Regions from separate parts of the Mus musculus genome. Here regions 1, 3 and 4 are each linked to region 2. The links are chromatin contacts, called in public HiChIP or PLAC-seq and promoter capture Hi-C maps. All regions are on one chromosome and are shown on one strand. The core of a region is the stretch at or near the end of the contact, and the rest is flanking DNA. Distances in the headings are between cores, read along the strand shown.

The links. Promoter capture Hi-C pulls out the DNA fragments that hold promoters and counts their contacts. HiChIP or PLAC-seq counts read pairs in DNA pulled down with a chosen protein or histone mark.
Region 1: a promoter capture Hi-C map of liver shows a contact between it and region 2, with 2.9 times the contacts expected there. The contact joins the promoter of Bhlha15 here to the promoter of E130309D02Rik in region 2. A contact is called at or near these places in 2 of 39 promoter capture datasets (cranial neural crest and liver), 1 of 115 datasets of contacts at active chromatin or transcription factors (memory CD8 T cells) and 1 of 9 other capture datasets (liver).
Region 3: an HNF4G HiChIP or PLAC-seq map of pancreatic cancer cells shows a contact between it and region 2. The contact joins the promoter of Foxk1 here to the promoter of E130309D02Rik in region 2. A contact is called at or near these places in 1 of 39 promoter capture datasets (erythroid cells) and 1 of 115 datasets of contacts at active chromatin or transcription factors (pancreatic cancer cells).
Region 4: a contact with region 2 is called in a promoter capture Hi-C map of liver, with 3 times the contacts expected there. The contact joins the promoter of Ap5z1 here to the promoter of E130309D02Rik in region 2. A contact is called at or near these places in 2 of 39 promoter capture datasets (liver and pre-B cells), 3 of 484 Hi-C or Micro-C datasets (CD4 T cells and bone marrow-derived macrophages), 1 of 115 datasets of contacts at active chromatin or transcription factors (microglia) and 1 of 9 other capture datasets (liver).

Annotation. Positions count from the first base shown.
Region 1 is chr5:144,189,032-144,191,731 of GRCm38.p6, reverse strand. It overlaps Bhlha15 (basic helix-loop-helix family, member a15), which reads right to left and starts at 1,446. Exons shown (of 2, transcript NM_010800.4): 1 at 1,374-1,446; 2 at 1-711. The coding sequence starts at 660. The coding sequence ends at 67.
Region 2 is chr5:143,314,032-143,316,731 of GRCm38.p6, reverse strand. It overlaps E130309D02Rik (RIKEN cDNA E130309D02 gene), which reads left to right and starts at 1,372. Exons shown (of 6, transcript NM_172726.4): 1 at 1,372-1,829; 2 at 2,333-2,554. The coding sequence starts at 1,638. Zdhhc4 (zinc finger, DHHC domain containing 4) reads left to right here. Exons shown (of 8, transcript NM_028379.5): 8 at 1-243. The coding sequence ends at 190.
Region 3 is chr5:142,400,138-142,402,904 of GRCm38.p6, reverse strand. It overlaps Foxk1 (forkhead box K1), which reads right to left and starts at 1,408. Exons shown (of 9, transcript NM_199068.2): 1 at 864-1,408. The coding sequence starts at 1,381.
Region 4 is chr5:142,462,586-142,465,340 of GRCm38.p6, reverse strand. It overlaps Ap5z1 (adaptor-related protein complex 5, zeta 1 subunit), which reads right to left and starts at 1,410. Exons shown (of 17, transcript NM_172725.2): 1 at 1,206-1,410. The coding sequence starts at 1,246.

The DNA.
Region 1 (2,700 bases), core at 197-2,696, 870 kb before region 2:
GGACAACAGCTGAGAAGAGCAGGCAGGCTCCTCACTGCCAACCTGCCCCGGAGCCCGAAGCGCGTGCTAGCTCCCCTCTCTGAAGCTGTGGATCTGTGTAGAGTAGCGTTGCAGGTGGCCTTGGGGCTGGTCCTCAGTGACACCAAGCATGGCCCCAGCTACCTGCTGCTGCTGCTGCTGTTGCTGCTGCTGGTGATGGTAGTGCTGGTATAATTTAGGGCCTGGCGCAGGACCTGGTGCCTCCAGCCCCGGGAGGCGGCTGCTGGACATAGTAAGTATGGTGGCGGTCAGCGACTTGATATAGTTCTTGGCCAGCGTGAGGGTCTCGATCTTGGAGAGCTTCTTGTCAGCCCGCACGTGCGGGATGACCTCGCGCAGTGCCTGGAAGGCATTGTTGAGTTTATGCATCCGCTGCCTCTCTCGCTCATTGCTCTCCAGCCGCCTCTGAACACTGTTCTCCCTGCGGCCACCAGACCCCTGTCGCCGGCGGCTGACCTCTCCCCGACCTCCGCTTGCACGCGCTGTCCTGCTCCGGAGACCCTTTGTCAGCTCTGACCCCCCTGAGCCTGACTGGGGTCTGTCAGGTGTCTGCTCTCCTGGGGTGGCTTCTGTGTCCTGCATGGGTGTTCGGCGCCGAGGGGGCCGGTTTTTGGTCTTCATAGCTCCAGGCTGGTTTTCCCAGGAGGTGGTGGCTGGGTGAGGCCCTTCCAACTGAAATTCAGAACACAGCCCCTCTGCAGTCATTCAGTGTGGCCAGTGGACACGCGGCATGGCTGTCTCATTGCTTCCTTAGCCAGTGCAGCTGACCACTGGTGCTTAGTGGACACCTAGGCGCTTCCCGTCCACACTGAACCCTGAGTTGACTCACCTGTGCTCCCAAAGCCCTGGCTGAGTTCACACTGACCCACTTTTCTCTAACCTACCATCCCTTCTTCCCTCCCCACTTATCTGGGAACCCATTTTGGGTCCCCTGCTCCTCCTGAGCCTCCGTACTTGACAATTTGCTTAAACCACCCAGGAACAGGTCCCAACCCTGGCTTATGGGTCCCCCCCGCCCCCCGACACTGTCATTTGTCCCAGACAGGCAGCACCCTTTAAACATCACGTTTACAGCTGGACATGACACAGGTCCAGACATGATCAGAACCAGAACCTCAGTGAGTGCACGCAGGACAGCTCACAGGTCAGACTGATAGTTGCCAAGGCCCTGCAGCAGCCCCCAGTTCTACCACGTGGACAGCACCAGCCAGTCTGAGTGGAAGCCACCATCCCATCTGTCTGTCTGTTTTCCCCTACAGCTGCCAGGCGTCTGATCAAGCTTCTGGGGTTCCCTCCCAGCAGTCCTATATAGTTTCCCCAACCCCTTGGTTTACCTGGGGATTCGAGGCCGTACGCGCAGAGGCTGCCCACGGGGGACAAGGACACGTAGCTTTAGCCACCACGGGCGGGGCTGCGGGAAGCATGTAAATGAGTTCGCTGGGAGGGGCCAGGGCGGCACCTGCGGCCACGCCCCTCGCTCTGAGGACCCGTGCGGACCCGCCTTCCCTTCCCTCCCTCCAGTTCTGAGAGCAGGCGACCTCTCTGGGGACTTGCCAGGGCGGGGAGGGGGGGGGGGGGACCCGGATCGCATCTGGCCAGGACACCTGGCCTTGGGGTTAAGAGTCAGAACAGAGTCTAGGATAAGCCACCCTGCATAGTCTTGCAGGAACCACATCCACCTCCCTGAGCGAAGCTGGCAAGCTCTCTCCTTCCCTGCCCTGGAGCACCCTGGTTTCTCCAGCGGACTCTGCTAGTCCTAAGGGCTCAAGGACAGGGCTGTTCCTCTTTTTGTCTCCCCTTACTGAAATGGGGTGCAAGGGGGTGCCACCCATGTCTACCTATCTGTTGCTAGCTCCTGCCTTGGTTTCCCGAGGTTACAAGGGAATTACAATATAAAAGGTTATGGGGCAGTAAGATGCCTATGGGTAGAGGGGAAGATGCCAAGACTGAGGAGCCTGGGACCCACAAAGTGGGAGGAGAGAACCAATTCCCCCAAGTTGTTCTCTGACCTCTATGTGAGTGTCATGTTGCTCACAGAAAACAGGTTTTCTTGCTAGCCTTTATCTGTGTGTCTATTTTTGGTGTATGTGCATGCTCCTAGGTCAGAGGGACAGCTTGCAGGAGTCTGTTCTCTACTTCCACCACGTTGTGCCGGGGTCGAACTCAAGTCCTTCGGTTTGGCTGCACGTGACGTTACCAGCTGTGCCATTTTGCTAGCTGTAGCACACTGGCTGCCCTTGCGCACCTGACCCTCCAGTGTCTCCTCTGCCTCCCAAGTGCTAGAACTGCAATTGGGTCATGGCACACTCAACTAAAATGTGCTGAAAATATATATTCTTTGATCCAGTGACTGTTGTAGTTACAGATGTGTGTTGGGGCAGTGTGGTGCTAGGGACCAAACCAGTGTTTCTTCACATGTGCTCAGCTCAGCTACATCCCTGGCTCTTTTTTTTCCTTTTAGAGACAGACTCCAAAGCCAAGGCTGTCCTCAGACTCATGGCTACCCTTCTGCCTCAGCCTCTTGCTGCAGGAATCATAAGGGTAACTGGTCACTAGGCTCAACTAATAGTAGTGTGTCTCCCCCCCACCCCCCCATTAATAGGACAGGTCTAAACAACTCAGCCAGGACTCTGCATAGCTCTGGCTAAGTTCAGCAGGCTT
Region 2 (2,700 bases), core at 123-2,622:
TGCCACCAACCAGACCACAAATGAATGGTATAAAGGCGACTGGGCCTGGTGCCAGCGCTGGCCTCTGGTGGCTTGGTCCCCATCAGCTGAGCCCCGGATCCACCAGAACATTCACTCCCACGGGTTTAGGAGCAACCTTCGAGAGATCTTTCTACCTGCTACCCCCAGTTACAAGAAAAAGGAGAAATAGAGCGGAAGTGCCCTGCCTTTTAAATACAGTGCACACCTATTTGTACACATGGATATTTGTTTTCTCATCATTGTCTGTGTTGGTTTCTGCTGTGTGGGCGTGAGTGGGCTTTAGTGGGGAAAAAGAGATGGGAAGCTAGGCTTGCTGAGTTCTCGTGTCTCCCAGGGCAGATTTCCCTCCTGCCTATATTCTGCTAGATCCAGTAACTTCTGAGGTCCTAGTGTGAGAAGGGTCAAGAGATGTCCAAGGCTCTGGGTGACAAGGAGGCCTTTGCCTCTTTCACTGCACCCTTGGGCGCCTGAACTAGGACCATAAAGTCTGTTCCCTGATGTACAAGAGAGTCTCTGGGCTGTGCCCAGCTGCACTCTCTCCCTGGTCTGTTCTTTCCCAGGCAGGGGCCCTTTATCATCTTAACTAAATCCTCTCAGCCATAGGCCTCTTAGTCATTGTATTTGTGAGCCACACGCAAGACTTTTCCATTCTGTTTAAAATCTCTACTCCCCGATGGGCGGTGGTGGTGCACACCTTTGATCACAGTACTCAGGAGGCAGAGGAACGTGGATCTCTGAGTTTGAGACCAGCCTGGTCTACACAGTGAGTTACAGGACAGCCAGGGTTACACTGAGTACCCCTGACTCGAAAAACCAAAAGAAAAAAAAAAATCTCCAGTCTTCATTAACAGCTAGTTTAGTATAAATTGTAAATAAACCATCGCCCATAGATTGTATAGAAATCTTGAGCTGGGGAGTGGGAGTGTTGTAGGGTGGGAGGGTTTTCAGGAACAGGGAGCACGTGGGCTAAACCTTGTACTAAGATTCCCATAGTCCTCCTGGGCTGGGCTAGAGCATAGCAGTTAAGAGGGTCCAGGAGTCAGGAGAGAATTTGGAAACACTGACCCTGGAACAGAAGGATCAGGGCGTGGGGGTGCTTACAAGCATCATTTGTCCTAGTAGTCGCCCCACTCCCGGGGGCGATCAGAGCACGTCCTGGTTGGAGGGGAGCATGAGAAGGCTTGGGTGCGTGGTGCCGGCTCAGAACACCTCCGAGTGTCTGATAATCAAACACCTCTGAAGCCGGAGAAACTCTTGCGAAGACGGCGGGGCGGGGCCTCGTGCTTGCCCGTGCGGGCTTCACCGCCAGGGGGCGCCCACGAGAGCGCGCGGCCGCAGCCCGAGCTTGGCCCCTGCGGGCCGCCGTCGCCATTCAGCCGCCGGTTCGGCCGAGCGGCGTCGGCTCCCGCGGCTCTGGGCGGCGCCGCAGTCGGACCCCAGGATACTCGCTGGCCCGTGGCGGCGGCGGCAGCGGCGACGATGGTCCCCTGAGCGGGTTGGCGCCTGTTAGAGGCGGGCGGGCGCCGCGACCCTGCCCGCGTCGGGGCCCAGGCCGGTCGCGCCTCTTTGTCTCCGGGCGGAAGTAGGACTCGCGGCGGGGACAGGGCGGCCGCACCATGAGCGACATCCGCCACTCGCTGCTGCGGCGCGACGCGCTGAGCGCCGCCAAGGAGGTGCTGTACCACCTGGACATCTACTTCAGCAGCCAGCTGCAGAGCGCGCCGTTGCCCATCGTGGACAAGGGCTCCGTGGAGCTGCTGGAGGAGTTCGTGTTCCAAGTGCCCAAGGAGCGCGGCGCGCAGCCCAAGGTGCCCGCCCCGGCCGTGCCCTCGCTCGGTGACAGGAGCTCGCCCCGAGGTCTCGCTCCTCTTTCCGCTCCCCCGGCCTTGCAGTCCAGCGGCGTTGCTCAGCCGCGTGCCCGTTTCGCAGGCGTGTGACAGTCGCCCACCAATGAATGATCCGGGGTGGTGGCTTTGTGAACTGGCTACTTAACATCCCTCTGGGATGTCGCTTAACTAGATGCAGGGTTTTTTCCTTTGCTTATTCATAGAGTTAAGCCCCCCCGGGCTTAGGCTTCTGAAGGGTGAAAAAAATACACCCTGGGAAAAAGAATAGATCTGTTTTCCTTTTTCAAACACTGTCTTTCTGTGTACCATGTATCTCGGGCCAGCCTGAAACTCATTATCGGCTAGACTCAGCCTCGTGTGCGCTGGGATTCTAAGCATCCACTTCCCTAATCTCTTAGGGTGGGAGCTAAGGGGCAGGTGGAGGCCCTCTTCTCACAGCTTCTCTTCCGGGTTTGTTTTTACAGAGACTGAATTCCCTCCAGGAGCTCCAGCTTCTTGAAATCATGTGCAGTTACTTCCAGGAGCAAAGCAAGGACTCTGTGCGGCAGATCATTTTCTCCTCCCTTTTCAGCCCCCAAGGGAACAAAGCCGACGACAGCCGAATGAGCTTGTTGGGAAAGCTGGTCTCCATGGCCGTGGCCGTGTGTCGGATCCCCGTGTTGGAATGTGCGGCCTCCTGGCTCCAGGTACTGCTCTCGAAATAGCGTCTCCCACAGTCTCCGTAGACAGGATAACAAGAGTTTGGATGTTCGTAGAGGTCTTTTACACGTGCGTGATGTCATCGATCATCCCTGCCTGGGTGCTACACCCAGTCCCGTTTTTTTTATGGAGC
Region 3 (2,767 bases), core at 159-2,658, 910 kb after region 2:
GAAGTCAGGGGTAACGGCTTCTGGCTGGTAGGATGGGGGTCAAGAGTGACCCCAGGTATTGAGGCCAGGTGGGATTAGGGATAAGCTGGGTTCAGAAAGGGTTGGAGATCATGGGTAGCCAACTCCAACATGGGAGGAGTGGAAGACAGATGGGGTTGGGGAGTGTGCAAGTGTGTGTGTGTAAGTGTGTGTGTGTGTGTGTGTGTGTGTGAGAGAGAGAGAGAGACAGACAGACAGACAGACAGACAGAGTCAGAGTCAGAGTCAGAGAGAGAGAAAGGGGTTAGAATGGACCCAAGTGTTCAGGCCTGTCCAGGGTCAGGGTGACAGGATTTCAGGCTGAATGGGAGTCGGGCCCATCCAGGGATCAGTGCCCAATGAGTTAACTGGGGAGTCAGGGTTAGTTGGGTCGTGATTAAGATCAGGACAACCACGGGGTCAGAGCCAGGTGATGGGTGAGATCACCAGTAACTTAAGGATCAGGCTCAGCTGGGCCGGGTGGGATGGAGATCTGTGTAACCAGGGGTCAGAGCTAGGTGGGATCAAGACTGGGAGATGGCTAGGGAATCAGAGCCGGATAGAGTCGAGATTAGAGGGGCTAGGGCCTGGCAGGGTCGAGATGGAGGAGGGAGTGACCAAGGGCTGGGACCCGGTGGGAACGGTAAGAAATTTGAGGCTCGACCCAGGTGCCAGACCAGGCGGAGGCGAGTTCAGGGGGTGACCGGGGGGCGGGGGGTTCAGGTTGAGCAGGGTCGAGATCACAGAGTGACAAGGAGCCAAGCTGGGCGGGGTAGAGGTCAGGGGTGGCCAGGGGGTTCAGGCCAGGTCCGGAGAGGGGTGACCCGAGGGTGGCGCAGTACTCACTGTTGGGGTAGCTGCAGGGCGGGCGCTCCGCGCCTCTGGAAGGCCCCGTCCACGAAGACGCCGTTCTTGCCGAGACAGCGAAGATAGAAGTGAGGCTCCTGGAAGCTGAGCTGCAGGTGGCGCCGGGAAATGAAGCTCGACAGGCCCATGCTTAGGTCCACCGAGCCCTGCGACGAGTTGCGGCCGATGGTGACGCTGGGCTGTCGCATCAGGAACTCGAACTCCCGACCCTCCAGGCGAGCCAGGGCAGGCCCGGGGCTCTGGCGCACGGAGGCAGCGGCCGCGGCCACCAGGGCGGGCGCGGTGGTGGTGGCAGTGGCGACGGTGGAGGGCACCGGCCCGGGGCCGGGCTCGGCGGGCAGCGCGGGCGGCCCGGGTGGAGGTTGCGCCGGCGGCGGCGGGGACGTAGTGGCCGGGAAGGCGGCGGCCGCAGCCGCGGCGCATAGCACGGGGCTGCAGGGAGCCGAGCGCAGCGCCAGCAGGGCGCGGGCGCCGCTGTCCTCGCCGACTTCGGCCATGTTCGCGCAGCTCCGAGCGGCTCCGGTGGCGGCCGAGGCGGCGCGGGGCGGGGCGGGGCGGCGCGCGCGGAAACCCGGGCTGGATCGTGGCCTGGAGCGGAGCCGGGACACCGCAGGACCCTCGCGCTGCGCGCGCAGCTTCCACTCGAGGTGGGCGGGTGCAGAGAGACACAGAGCCCCCTCCTCCAGTCCCGAAGGGTGCTTGGATTCATCACGTTTTTAGGGGTGTCCTATTGAGGCTGGAGTTTAAAGTCCAGGGATGCTTGAAATGGTCTCTGCTCCTTACTGATCGTTTCTGCACAGCTACTCTTTCTGTGCTTTGCTTTTTTTTTTTTTTTGGTTTGGTATAATGTTGCAAATTACATTTTATTCATTCATTTATTTACTTGTGGTTCTTTACCACGTGTGTGTGTGCGCGCGCGCGCGCACGTGTGTTTGTGTGGTCAGAGAGGACAGCTCTCAGCAGTCTATTCTCTCCTACCCTGTGGGGTTCTGAGGATGGCATTGAGGTCGACAAGCTTGGTGACAAGCACCTTTATTTACTGAACCATCTCGATTGTTCTTGTTTTGTTGTTTGAGATCCTGTCTCATACCAAGGCTAGCCTGGTTTTGAATACCTAGATCAGGCTGGCCTCAAATTCATGATCTTCCTGTTCCAGCTTCCTGAGTGTAGCTATTAAGGTGTGTGCCTAGCCCTTTAAAATCAATTTAAAAATTCATTTTTTAAAGACAGGGTCTATGTATGTAGACCAGATTGGCTTCTAGCTGACGACCAACCCGGCTCAGGCTCCGCAATTCTTGCTGGAGTCACAGCTGTGCACCACCACAGCTGGTTCCCCTTGCTCCTTTTAAGGCGAACAGTTCTGCCTGTTTCTAGGGACTGTGGACACCCGAAGATTGACGGTAGTTGAAAACACTTAAATGGTGAACTTGGCACCATGTGAATCCCTTGAGAATTTAAGGTCCTGCACTGGGATGCTAATTCCCCCAAGTCTTCCCCCAGGACCTGCAGCGCGCGAGTGCATGCACACACATACACACTCGATTTCTCACATTTAATAATGACTGAAGGAGCTGACACAGTTGGTAAATTGCCTGATGGCACTCATCCCCCAAGACAGGAAAGTTCATTCCCCGGGACCGACTTCAAAACCCATTGAGAGCTTCGATCTTCCCAGCGCTTTGGGTAAAAGGTTGACAGATAGATCCCTGAAGCTCATTGGCCAGCCTGCCTAGCCAATCAGTGAGCTCCACGTTCATAGTGGAAACACTGTTTCAAAACAAAAACAAAAACACGAATAAAACAGGGCTAAAGGAGCACACAGTTATTCACGCCTGTGCATGCACCGGCGCACGTGCACACACAAACACAAGTGCAAACATACA
Region 4 (2,755 bases), core at 161-2,660, 850 kb after region 2:
GGCCAGCTTGGTCTACAGAGTGAGTTTCAGGGGCCACACAGTAAAACTCTGTCTCAGCCATCTCTAAATAAATAAATAAATGGATCAGTTGTCTGTGGGCGCTGAGGAAGAGAGCCCCCAACTTCCTAAATCATGGCTGACAGTCCCACTATGGTGTCCTGACAGGGCTGATGGTTTGCAAACTGCCCCCATTTTGAGCCTGTCTGTCAGGTACTTGAACTTGGTTCTGCACTGTCTCTGCAGGTACCACATGTCCCAGGCCGAGGAAGGTCTCCAGTAGCTTTCCTACCACCCTCGCCTGCTTTGTTTCCTGCATCCTCCACCCAGAGTCTTATTGAGGCACCTAGAGAACAGGCTGGGTGAGCAAAAGGAGATACAAATGGCCCAGGGTTGTACCCAACTGGGGCAGTGATAAACCACAGATGCTATGAGACAGGATAGCGTTATTTTTGTGTTGGCATGAAAAGGTTACTGCTTAAAAATGAAAAGTACCCACCCAGTACTGAAGGCAAAGGAGGGCTGTGGGCCCATGGGGAGACTGTGTGGCTGGGTCACCAACCATTTTCCTAATAGATCTTAAGAAAACTGTCTTTGTTTTTTAATTTATTACATTTATTTATGTACATGTTGGGGTGCTCGAGTGGAGATCCAAAGACAACTTGCTGGAGTTGATTTTCTTCTTCCTCCCCGAGCCCCGGGGGTCGAATCGAGAGAGTCAGGCTTGGTGGCAAGGTCATTTACCTATTAAGTCCCTCTGTCTTCGGAGTACTGTCTTGTTCGTAGACTCCAGACTTTTAACTCTTTCAGGCTCTGGGAGATCCCAGAGATCTTAACCATTCTAAACTTTCCCCACGAGTGGCCCAGCTCAGAGTCCAGATTTGTCCCTTTGCATTTTCAGTTTACCAAATGCATCAGGTCTGGGCTTCGGGTAGTCGTTTCCTTCGCTGAATCACGTACCACCAAGTCTTGGGCTGGCTATTTGGGAAAGAACCTAGACTCTCAGTGCAGGGTCAGCACTAGCATGGACCCAGACACGATGAGGAGGATCCCTTAGCTGAGTTGTGCGCCTCACATTCCACGCAGGTCGCCCTGAGCCCCGGACCCGGCGCCACACGGAGACCCGAACCGTGCAGCGGGACCACCGCCTCCCCGCTCCTCCCCGGCTTCGTCTCACGCCCCGTGGCCCCAGCCCCAGATCGGCAGACCTGGCCTGGTGCAGCAGACTTTCCGCGCCCGCCGAGAACATGCCGACACGGCTCCAAGCCCACCAGTGCCCGAAACGTTGCCGCGGACTTCCGGGATCGTGTCACATGACGTGTCATGTGACCGGACTGTGTCTGCCCTCTTTCGCCCCACCTCTTACCCCCGCCACCACCCTCCCGCGTCCTGGCTGGATCACGTGGGAGAATCTGGAGCGCTAGCTGACGGCTTCCGGTGCCACACCACGTGGGAGGGCCATCCCTCCCACTCCCCCGCGCAAAAGACAGACCAGCTTCCGGTCCTGCGGCAGGTGGGCGGGGCGGGGCGGAGGCCTTGGCCAAAATATTGCAGTACAGAAGCCAGTTCCCGCCTAGCTCCTGGGCTTCTCTCCACGTCAGTCAGCAGCCAGGGAGTCATGGAACCGTGGTCCTTGGAACCCAGAACTCCTGGCTCCGAAACAGTTTCCTTTGATCCCGGAACTGCCAGTGGTAGACTCTAGACCTGGAGAGACTAGGCAGGCACATAGTTTAGCAGTAGGGTGACTAGATTTACCCCAGTGAGAGGCTGGGGGCGCGACTTGGTGGCAGAGAAAGAACATCCTTAGCAAAAGCTGTATGGCAGACACGTTTTATAAATTCTGTCAGGCTCTTTGCTGCAGAAATACCCAATGTCTTGCTAGTCTTGGGTTTTAAGATGAGGCCCTGGCACTATTCACCTATTTGGGTTGGGAGATGGGTGCCTATTGCACACACAGAAAAAGGAAACTGGTAGTAGACTGAGGAGCTGTCACAGTGGGAAAGACACTTGGACCCGTGTCTTTCTGGCTCTTGCCAATCAATACCTAGTGCTCATGGCCTAGTAATAAGCAAGGCTTCAGGGAGAAACGGGCAGAAGTAGAAACGGCTCAGCTGGTAAAAGTGAACATGAGTACCTGAGTTCCATCCCTGGGTGGCCATATAAAAATAAAACCCACACTTGCAGTCCCAGCACTGAGGAAGTGGAGATCGGAGTATCCCTAAGGGTTGCTGGCCGGCCCTAGCTTACTTGGCAAGTCCCAGGCCAACGAGAGATTCTGTCTCAGAGAAGAGGTAGGGCAAGAAAGAAGACTCAGAACCTGAAAGTGATTGACACACAGGCCTGACAGGCTGAGTTTGGGTCCTCAGAAGCTACATAAAACCTGAGCCCAGTAGTGTAAGGATTTGTAATCCCAGCACACCTACAGGAGATGGAGGAGGCAGGAGACTCTCCTGAGGCTGGAGGATAAGCCGCCCTGGCTTATGAGATGGTAAAGAGAATCTGTCTCAGACAAGGTGTAAGTAGCCATGAGGGTGGGCACCTGAAGGCTGTCCTCTGATCTGCTCACGTCTCCTGTGGCCAGTGTACATATGCCTATGCCTCTGCATGTGAACACACACCCCACTTGAGGAACAGCAGCTGAGGTTGTCCTCTGCCTCCACACAAATACACACACAGGTGCAGTCACACCCAAAAACATGTACACAGAAAAAAGGGACAAGTGGGTTGTTTCTCACCTGGCTGAGTGTCAGGATGAATG